Linked DNA regions of Mus musculus: region 1 is linked to region 2. The links are chromatin contacts, called in public Micro-C maps. All regions are on one chromosome and are shown on one strand. Each heading gives the region's core, a stretch centred on a gene start, on an enhancer-like site or on the middle of the called end of the contact. The rest is flanking DNA. Distances are from core to core; before and after follow the strand shown.

What was found. Hi-C and Micro-C count contacts between places; a contact is called where the count stands out from the background.
Region 1: a Micro-C map of granulosa cells shows a contact between it and region 2, with 3 times the contacts expected there. The contact joins two enhancer-like sites. A contact is called at or near these places in 8 of 484 Hi-C or Micro-C datasets (cardiomyocytes, cranial neural crest, granulosa cells and 3 more) and 2 of 115 datasets of contacts at active chromatin or transcription factors (oligodendrocyte precursor cells and pancreatic cancer cells).

What each region holds. Positions count from the first base shown.
Region 1 is chr11:31,223,532-31,229,319 of GRCm38.p6, reverse strand. No RefSeq gene overlaps it. Among named protein-coding and RNA genes, the nearest start is that of Gm40822, 57 kb to the right of the region's middle. Within about 2 kb of position 3,774, at least 31 of the 459 cell types and tissues checked have an H3K27ac peak or open chromatin away from gene starts, as enhancers often do. A contact at or near this core is called in granulosa cells and pancreatic cancer cells, where this site is marked.
Region 2 is chr11:31,153,505-31,159,098 of GRCm38.p6, reverse strand. No RefSeq gene overlaps it. Among named protein-coding and RNA genes, the nearest start is that of Gm40822, 14 kb to the left of the region's middle. Within about 2 kb of position 1,903, at least 26 of the 459 cell types and tissues checked have an H3K27ac peak or open chromatin away from gene starts, as enhancers often do. A contact at or near this core is called in granulosa cells and pancreatic cancer cells, where this site is marked.

The sequences.
Region 1 (5,788 bases), core at 2,525-5,024, 68 kb before region 2:
AGATGGAACCTCAGTGGTTTCTAAACGGGATGTTTACTACGCAGACTAGGTGAGAACAGTAAGAGTTTCTGTCAAGTTCTGGAGCATTCATACAAGAAAGAATGACTATTTAAACTAGTTTTTTGTTGTTGTCGTTGGTGGTGGTGGTGGCAGTGGTGGCGACTGTGTGGGGTGTTTTTTTGTTTGTTTGTTTGTTTTTTAATGTTTTACTGGCCATAATAAAATTCGCACATCATCTAGTTGGACTGAAGTAACTAGCTTATCACCGTGGCTTTATCTTGAGTGTTTTCTTAACATAATTGCTAAGAATATTAATTCCTCAAGTTATATATTATAGTTGAAAATGAAGCTAGCCAAAGAAGGCAAACAAGAAGATAATTTTGATTAGATCAAATATTTAAATGAATCTAATTAAAATCATTCCTTGAAGGAAAGGTTAAATGTCTCATTTTCTTTCTTTTCTTTTTAATTTATTTTTTACACTCCATATTCCATTCCCTGCCCCCCATCCACCCTCTGACTGCTCCACATTCCACACCTCTTCTCCACCCAACCCTGTCTCCACATGGATGCTCTCAACCCCAACTCCATCTGACTTCTAAACTCCCTGGGGCCTCCAGTCTCTTAAGGGTTAGGTGCACCATCTCTGAATGAACACAGACCCAGAAGTCCTCCATTGTATGTGTGTTGGGGGCCTCCTATCAGCTGGTGTATGCTGTCTGTTTGGTGGTCCAGTGTTAAACAGATCTTGGGGATCCAGATTAATTGAGACTGCAGGTCCTCCTACAGTATTGCCCTTCTCCTCAGCTTCTTTCAGCCTTCCCTAATTCAACAACAGAGGTCAGCTGCTTCTGTCCATTGGTTGGGTGCAAATATCTGCATCTGACTCTTTCAGCTGCTTGTTGGGTCTTTCGGAGGGCAGTCATGATAGGTTGATTTTGTGAGCACTACATAGCCTCAGTAATAGTGTCAGGCCTTGGGACCTCCCCTTGAGCTGGATCCCTCTCTGGGCCTGTTGCTGGACCTTCTTTTTCTCAGGCTCCTCTCCATTTCCATCCCTGTAATTCATTCAGACAGGAACAATTATGGGTCAGAGATGTGACTGTGGGATAGTAACCCCATCCCATATTTGATGTTCTGTCTTCTGGCTGGAGGTGGACTCTATAAGTTCCCTCTCCCTGCTGTCGGACATTTCATCTAAGGTCCCTCCCTTTGAGTCCTGGTTTTATGTTGAGGTCCTTGATCCACTTGGTAACTGGGAGAGTTATATCTAGATCTGGAGGCAGCAGGAAGAGAATGAGGTACAAGGGGCTAGCTTGAGCTTCTGAGGTCTCAAAGCCTACCTATTAGTGACACATTTCCTCCCACAAGACCATACCTATGCCAACAATGCCATAGCTCCTAATAGTTCTACTACCTGTGGTGATAATTTTCTTTCAAACTACTATAGATATATACCATTAAGTCATAGTTATAAATTAGACACTATCTTAAATTGATTATCTTTGGGGTGGGGATAATCATATATGATATAAAAATAGGTCATTGAATCAATTTGGGGTGTCATTTTATAAGTATTGGCATGGATTATACAGAGAAAATACATACACACATAGATAATCTAATTTAGCTATCAATAAGAGATTGCCAAAATGATAATCAGTGATGGGATAAGAACATGGGATAAGTGACCTAAAAGCTTAGGCAATTTTAGCAAGTGGAAGCCAGGTCCTTTTATTTCAAGGAAAATGATGATTCAACAAAAATCTTTAAAAGGATCTAAAATATCACTTCAGCTAAAATTTGAATTCAGTTAGCCTAAGGATTTCTCCTGGGCAAGATACCATTAAAACAACCTTGAAGAGTAGAGAGCACAGCAGGGGATGATGTTTTTCCACCACAGGAAGCTTAGGAGCTGAGAGAGATCTTTGCTGGCTTTGTTAGCCACACAGGAAGACTGTGAGCTTCAGGTTAGACTCTGCATAAACCTGTACTGAAACTGAAGGCTAGATAGTTGGTGAAGCACACAGGTCCCATTCACAGTAGATGAAAACAAGAATTTCTAGAATATCAAATAAACATGTCTTTTTATTTAAACATTGGGAGCTGTTGTATTTGAAAGTCAAATTCTCTTTTTCTATGCTGCTGCAGGAACACACGATCACCCTATGTGTCTTCACAAGAGGCTAGAAAACAATGCATTTGGACTCTGAGAATTCTAAATTTTAAACTATGAAAAATAATATCTACAGGGGCTAGAGAGGGGATCAGCTATAAACATCAGTACTGTTCTTGGAGAGGACACTAGATCAAGGGAAACACAATTGTCTCAAACTCCTTTTCCAGGGATACCAATGGGGCTGTCCCCCATGGACACCTACACTCATGTGCACACACCCGCAGAAGACACAGACATTTATATTTACATATAATTAAAAATAAATCTACAGAAAGAATATTCACAAAATCTACTCCAGATATCACTGTATCCACTGAAATATTTTGGAGAGACTGAATACATCAGTTAATATTTTTAAGCCATCTAATTTATTATATTAATTAAAATGTAATTTTTAAAACCACTTAAGTCATATTTTCATAGTCATAGATCTGACTTCAAAAACTTATTTACTTCTTATGACTTGACTTATCAAGTCAAGTGTGATGAGATTTTGAAGCTCATCTTTAAAATCCACAATAATAATGTAGCTTTCACATAATCAGACTAACAATTAGTATTGTTTGAGTTAAACTGGCTCAAAAGGCCAACCCCTAATGTTACAAATGAAAAGGAATAATTTATCCTTATGCCTGATATTTCACTTTTTAGGAATATCTCATGTACATCAATATTCATGAAAACACACACAATTTGAACTTTTTGGAGCTACTTACTACTTTAAAGTAAAATCAGTGTGAAAGCTTTGCTTCTTTGGCACAAAAATCATTGCTGTATATAGCCACCAACAGTCACTCTGTCCCTGCTGTATGTGGGTCATACATACTGCTACAAAGTGAGGAAGTGATGTGTGTGACACTCGTTCTAAAAAATAAAACTCTAAATGTTTGATTTACCAAAGAACACTCAAGAGCCAGTTGCTGTAGTAAAAGCCTGCTAGCTCAGAGAGGCAGAGAAAGCACCCAACTGACCCTCCTATTCCACTGATGTCCCCAAAGGAAAAGTTTCCTCTCCTTCTCTACATTGTCTTAAATACCCTCCAAGTCAACGGCCCTCTTTTCTATTTACTGATGTTCACTTCCTGTCAACTGGTTGCTTGTTCTTGCCCTGCTTGTTCTTGTCCTAAGGTTGACTTTATTTAGCTCTTGGATTAAAGCTGTGTGCTAGGGCTGAGCCACACTATACGTCCTTGTTTACAGTAAACAGAAAACTCTAGGATCAAAGGCCAAGCCATATCATAATTTTCATTAAAATGAAATCCAGTTCATAATCTTGGTGTGCACAATGTGATCAAATATTCTGCAACAGACACTGAATAAACATGCTTGTCTAATTTTCTTACAGACTACTATATTGGATATTTGGTTTTATGCACCTGGGGTTGTTCAGCGATTCACCTGTGTAACTGTTAATAAATTTTAACACATAAAAGGCTTTATTAAATACTGGCCAGGGTCATGGATACTGGCCAGGTCTATATCTGAGACTCAGGATTCCCAGAGACATTGTGCCAAATGACATGAGTCAGGGACTTATAAAGGCTAAAGTCAGCTGACTATGTTAATTCCTGCAGTCAGAGACAACCACAGCTTCCTGTAATCAAGCACACATCTTGTGCATTCCAGAGTGACCAAGCTTGTTTACAAAAGCAAAACCACACTGTTTGATATGCTACATGAACAAGATCACAGCATTCCAGAAGTTATAGTTCCTTGGGCAAGTGGGGCTTTCAGGTTTGAGGTATTTTTGTTTTATAGATCTCTTAGGCACAGTAATTTAAAGTTAAACCATAATATTAGCCATCACACTGAAAAATATGGAATCTCTTCTAACACTCAGTACAGACTGTGTTTATTTTCCTCTTTGAAATTCTGGGCCCATGGGGACTTTGGATTTTGAAGTTTTTAGGAGTAGGGCAGATCTGAGTAAACCTAGTAAGATGTTCTTTCGAGAGGACATAACTCTAAACATGAAACTAATTTATGTTTCATAAATTATAATAGTAGCCTGAAGGCAGTTTGTTTTGGCGGTTTCTGTTTGTTAAATTTAGAGGTTGGTCAGTTTATTCTTTTACTTCTCCATACTAGTTTGTATTTTTTTCTTCTGTTTATTGAGTGTACTAGCTGGTTTTGTGTTAGTCTACTTGACACAAACTAGAACTATCAGAGAGAAAGGAGCCTCAGTTGATGAAGTGCTTCCATAAGATTCGGCTGTGAAGTATTTTCTCACTTACTGACCAATGGGTGAGGGACCAGCCCATTGTGAGTGGTGCCATCCCTGGGCTGGTAGTCCTGGGTTCTATAAAAAAAACATACTGAGCAAGCCCTGGGAAGCAAGCCAATAGGCAACACCTCTCTCTCTCTCTCTCTCTCTCTCTCTCTCTCTCTCTCTCTCTCTCTCTCTCTCTCTCTCTCTCTCTCTCTCTCTCTCTCTCTCCCTCTAGCTCTCTCTCTCTGTATCACCTCCTACCTTCAGGTTCCAGCCCTGTTTGAGTCTCTGCCTGTCCTGACTTCCTTCTGTGATGAACAGCAATGGAGAAGTGTAAGCCAAATAAACCCTCCATTGATCCTGGGCCTCTCTCTGACATCACTTTCTCTTTAAAGACATCCTTGGATTCAGACTCTGTTACTACAGCACTTCTCTTACTTCTCTGTGTCTCCATTCCTAATGACTCCATTTCCTAAGTCTCTCCCACCTTTCCTGGAAGTTCCTTACAACTCTCTTCCTGCCTCCTCTCTTGCTCACTCCTGGAGGTTTGCCTATCTTTAAACATGGGCTCTTCCCATTCATAATTTTCTCATGACCCCTCATTAGCATTCTCTGATCTCTTCTCTCTCCCCCCCCCCAACCCCCAATCCCTCAGTCTCAGGGATTCCATTACACCTCCATTTTCTTACTGCTAACAGCTTGGCCTCTATTCAGACAATCAGTTTCAATGGCCACTTCAATGGCACACTTGGTTTCCAAATTCTCATAGATTATAACCAGAGAAGAGCAAACACACTCTATAGGCATTGAAAAGGGCTTTATTCTAGACAACTTGAACCACACTCAGGAATTTGGGATCCACATATAGTGTTGAGTATTTAGAGTAACAGGTTTTTAAAAAGCAAAAACCACATCCCATGGTATCTCACTGGCAGCTGCTGGGGAAGAGTTTGAATAAGCAAGAAGTTTAACAGAAGATAGGGTAATCAGTCAGCTAAAATGAGAGGTTTTGTACAAGTGGGCAGTTTAACAAAAGCTAAGGTAAGCTAGCTGGGGTATCTTGACCTCAGATTCCTAGAGTAAAGTCAAATAATTTTCTATAGGACTTCCTTTTCTTCAAGGAAATCAAATTCTAGTTAAACCTAAATTGGCCTCATCAAGAATACAAGATGGCAGAGCCTCTGCACTCTCTTGTCCTGTCACGGTTCTGCCACCACACAAGCAAATCTCTAAGCTTTCTTTACTTTTCACTCTCCTCCGCTCTTACAAATCTTATATCTCAAAGCATTGCTCTCTGATCACTGTAGACCCTCCCATTGGTCACTAAATTCAGCCTAGGACCTTACCTTTCCTCAGCTTCTCATCCTATATAACCCTGCCATTTTAGCCATGCTGAAATGG
Region 2 (5,594 bases), core at 654-3,153:
CACATTGCTTTCTTAGTGTTTTATGTTTCTACGTTATTCCACTCTGCATTCTCCTTGTAATCTTGTTCTCTTCTGCTCTGAAGTCACAGCAATGTTCTTACTCTCAATGCCTTTTCTCCCAAAACTCTGCCTGTACTTCTAAGTTCTTCTTGAGTTTAGTTGTCTATAAAGTGTTCTGTCTAAAAACTTCTTCTCAGCTCAGTTCCCTCTCACAGCTCAGTTCCTCTCACTTCCGATCCTCTCACCACAGTTCTGATTCTTCTCTTTGTCCTCAGCACTTCAACATCTTTCAGAGTACATGATCACATTACAAAGTTACTCATAAGTTCACACAAAAAATCAAATCATAAATTGAAATAGACATTTACAACAGGGAATGTTTACATGCATATCCATAGGATTAATTATCTATGTAAACATCCATCACTTGTCTCAGCTCTACAGGTTGACTGAAGGTTTAAAACCATATATAATGTATCAAAAGATGGCCTAGTCGGCCATCACTGGAAAGAGAGGCCCATTGGACACGCAAACTTTATATGCCCCAGTACAGGGGAACGCCAGGGCCAAAAAGGGGGAGTGGGTGGGTAGGGGAGTAGGGGTGGGTGGGTATGGGGGACTTTTGGTATAGCATTGGAAATGTAAATGAGCTAAATACCTAATTAAAAAAAAAGATTTCTCTTGATGAAGTGTCCTAGCCCAAAAAAAAAAAAACCATATATAAGTGAAGTTTTGTATACATAAACCCAGACAATATTTTATATTCTGTCCTAGCACCTATAATAAATCCTTAGTTCCCTTTTTATGACCTTTGGTTCGTTGTTTTATACCTCTTAGAATGTGCTCTGAGCAGGAGAAAGTCTGATTATTATCTAAGAGCAATTAACTGGTGACACTTGAGTTCTCATCGAAGTCATGACTATCAGAAAAGGATCTAATAGCAGTTCCATAATGAGTTGATATAATTTTAGGAATTCTTATATGATCACTATAGAGACTTAAGTCATTTATTTATCTATATAGCATCACTATAAGACAGTATATCTTCATGGACCTGCAGAGATCCACACCAAAGGGGTGTGCTATTACTTAGTGATTATTATATGTGTTTAATAATAACAGGAAAAGCATATTAATAGCAGGAATCTTTTCTAAAGTGAATCCCTTACAGCCTTGTTTAATAAGGGTGTACCTGTCGCAGATTATATAATAATCTGAAGCAGGCCATTTCAGGATGATCACCTGCTAGTTATTAGCTTGTCCCATTATGGCTCCTGACACCCAGACAAGCTGAGAATTGAGGCTGCTTACCCAATTGTGCTGGAAGATGTTATCAGTGGGCGCTTTAAGGGAGGGAAGGAAAAGGCCCTGGTCATGATGCAAAAGGTCTGAAAAATAATTTGATCTCCTTTGAGACTTGCCAAGGTTTATAATGCAGATTCCTATGCTGAGGACCCATAGTGAGACCACATGCTAAGGTTTCAGAGAAAGCAGGGTGCAGGTTGGAATAGGGCCCAGGATTGGGACCCCGGGACTGGGGCAGGAGTCTTTCTGCCCTACCCGAGGGCGCTCCCCTTCTGGCCATACATGTAGAAAAGCAGCTGTGGGGGCTCCATGACACTAAGGAGGTCCCTAGCAGCACCAGTCCTTGGAGAGACAAATTGTCTGAGGCCACAGGGTGGGGCTTGCCTGTGCCTCTAGATCTCCACCCTCCCAGAAACTTCTGCAAGAGCCAATGCTGCTGAGATCCTAAAGGGAAAACCATCCTGACACTATGGAGAGTGTCCGCGCCAGAGACACACTGAAATCTTTGGTTTGGGGCATCACATCCATGGGACAGAGAAGTAGCTCTGCAGACAGCCTCAGGAAGTCCTGAGTCATTGCTCTAAGTATCCTGTGCCAATGCTTGTTTGTTGGATGTGGTTTCCAGAATCCTCTCCATTTGTTTATGGGGATGGCAGTCTGGCTGTACTGCTGAGTCACTTCCCAAGAGTTCTGTCCCCTTAACTTTACTCTTTGGCTTTCATTACATTTTAGAATCCGCTTTATCAAACCTGGCAAGTCTCAAATGAGACCAAATTATTTCTCAGATCTCGATTCACTTAGTATAACTGCCTAGATTATTTTATTCATGCAAAACAACATCCCCAGTCCCATACTCCTCCCTGCCTCCCCAGTCACACAGGGTTTCTCTGGGTGATAACCCTGGCTGCCTTGTAACTCTCTTTGTAGACCAGGCTGGTCTTGAACCTGCCTCTGCCTCCTGAATGCTGGAATTAAAGGTATGTACCACTATAGAATATTTTTATTGTGAAAACTTCCCAAGTATGTATGTAAAGAAAAATAAACTGCATTTCACCAATTCCAGGAGTGGTTAACAGTAAGTCCCTCCTGGCTTCCCAAGTATCATAAACACATTTCAGATGCAGTGTTTTACCCCTAAATGCATCAGTGCATGCATACATTCTTTTCTTCCTCTCTCTCCCCCTCCCCATCCCCCTCCCCTCTGTGTGTGTGTGTGTGTGTGTGTGTGTGTGTGTGTGTGTGTGTTTGTGTGTAAGCATCACTATATAGCTATGGCAAGTTCGAAATTTATGGGCTTTGAACTGACAGCTTCTATCAGCTTCGGCCTCCTCCTCAGTGCTGGAATCAAGGTGTGTGTGTGCTTCCAGACCTTTCAAACATTTTCTTTTTTGAAAAATACTTCATGTTTGACAGGGTCTGGGGAAATGGTTCAGAGGTTAAGAGCTTCCAGAACCCAGGACTAGAATAAACCTGTTTTCTTTATAAACTATCCAGTTTTGGGCATTCTGCTCCAGCAATAGTGAATAGATTAAGAGCCAGAATCCTTTTATTCCCCTGATGCCAATAATCTGGATTCTAAAATCTTAAAATCTCAGTGGCTCAGAGCATTTGTTTCTAACAGGTTCAATTCCTAACATTCACGGTCTTCCACAACTCCAGTTCCAGGGAACCTCATTTCCTTCTTCTAATGACCAAGGAGCCCCAGGTGTACATACACACACACACACATGCCCACATATATATACACACACACATACATACATACATGCACACACATATACATATGTACACATACATATACATGCATTTACATGTACTTACACACATGTGCACAGATATACACAGGCATACAGACACACAAACAGGCAAAACACTCATACACATAAAATAAGTATTAAAAAATTAAGGACTCGAGCCCAGGGCTTCCTGGCCAGAGGAGTTCCCTGACACCAACAAGGGCCCACACAGGACTCCCCACGGGATCCTAAGACCTCTGGTGAGTGGAACACAGCGCCGGCCCCAATCCAAGCACGCGGAACCTGAGACTGCGGTACATAGGGAAGCAGACTGCCCAGGCCTGACCCGGGACAAAAGCCCCTTCCGCTCCACTCGAGCCCAGGGCTTCCTAGCCAGCGGAGTTGCCTGACACCCGCAAGGGCCCACACAGGACTCCCCACGGGATCCTAAGACCTCTAGTGAGTGGAACACAACTTCTGCCAGGAGTCCGGTTCAAACACCAGATATCTGGGTACCTTCCCTGCAAGAAGAGAGCTTTCCTGCAGAGAATACTCTACCCACTGAAACCAAGGAGAGTGCTACCCTCCCAGGTCTGCTTATAGAGGCTAACAGAGTCACCTGAAGTACAAGCTCTTAACAGAGACAACTATAACAGCTAGCTTCAGAGATTACCAGATGGCGAAAGGCAAACGTAAGAATCCTACTAACAGAAATCAAGACCACTCACCATCATCAGAACGCAGCACTCCCACCCCACCTAGTCCTGGGCACCCCAACACAACCGAAAATCTAGACGCAGACTTAAAAACATTTTTCATGATGATGATAGAGGACATCAAGAAGGACTTTCATAAGTCACTTAAAGAATTACAGGAGACCACTGCTAAAGAGTTACAGGCCCTTAAAGAAAAGCAGGAAAACACAGCCAAACAGGTAGAATTCCTTAAAGAAAAACAGGAAAACACATCCAAACAAGTAATGGAAATGAACAAAACCATACTAGAACTAAAAAGGGAAGTAGACACAGTAAAGAAAACCCAAAGTGAGGCAACGCTGGAGATAGAAACCCTAGGAAAGAGATCTGGAACCATAGATGCGAGCATCAGCAACAGAATACAAGAAATGGAAGAGAGAATCTCAGGTGCAGAAGATTCCATAGAGAACATCGACACAACAGTCAAAGAAAATACAAAATGCAAAAGGATCCTAACTCAAAACATCCAGGAAATCCAGGACACAATGAGAAGACCAAACCTACAGATAATAGGAATTGATGAGAATAAAGATTTTCAACTTAAAGGGCCAGCTAATATCTTCAACAAAATAATTGAAGAAAACTTCCCAAACATAAAGAAAGAGATGCCCATGAACATACAAGAAGCCTACAGAACTCCAAATAGACTGGACCAGAAAAGAAATTCCTCCCGACACATAATAATCAGAACAACAAATGCACTAAATAAAGATAGAATATTAAAAGCAGTAAGGGAGATAGGTCAAGTAACATATAAAGGAAGGCCTATCAGAATTACACCAGACTTTTCACCAGAGACTATGAAAGCCATAAGAGCCTGGACAGATGTTATACAGACACTAAGAGAAAACAAATGCCAGCCCAGGCTACTATACCCGACCAAACTCTCAATTACCATAGATGGAGAAACCAAAGAATTCCATGACAAAACCAAATTCACACAATATCTTTCCACGAATCCAGCCCTTCAAAGGATAATAACAGAAAAGAAGCAATACAAGGACGGAAATCACGCCCTAGAACAAACAAGAAAGTAATCCCTCAACAAACCAAAAAGAAGACAGCCACAAGAACAGAATGCCAACTCTAACAACAAAAATAAAAGGAAGCAACAATTACTTTTCCTTAATATCTCTTAATATTAATGGACTCAATTCCCCAATAAAAAGACTTAGACTAACAGACTGGCTACACAAACAGGACCCAACATTCTGCTACTTACAGGAAACCCATCTCAGGGAAAAAGACAGACACTACCTCAGAGTGAAAGGCTGGAAAACAATTTTCCAAGCAAATGGTCTGAAGAAACAAGCTGGAGTAGCCATTCTAATATCAGATAAAATCGACTTCCAACCCAAAGTTATCAAAAAGGACAAGCAGGGGCACTTCATACTCATCAAAGGTAAAATCCTCCAAGAGGAACTCTCAATTCTGAATATCTATGCTCCAAATACAAGGGCAGCCACATTCATTAAAGAAACTTTAGTAAAGCTCAAAGCACACATTGCACCTCACACAATAATAGTGGGAGACTTCAACACACCACTTTCATCAAGGGACAGATCGTGGAAACAGAAACTAAACAGGGACACAGTGAAACTAACAGAAGTTATGAAACAAATGGACCTAACAGATATCTACAGAACATTTTATCCTAAAACAAAAGGATATACCTTCTTCTCAGCACCTCACGGGACCTTCTCCAAAATTGACCATATAATTGGTCACAAAACAGGCCTCAACAGATACAAAAATATTGAAATTGTCCCATGTATCCTATCAGACCACCATGGCCTAA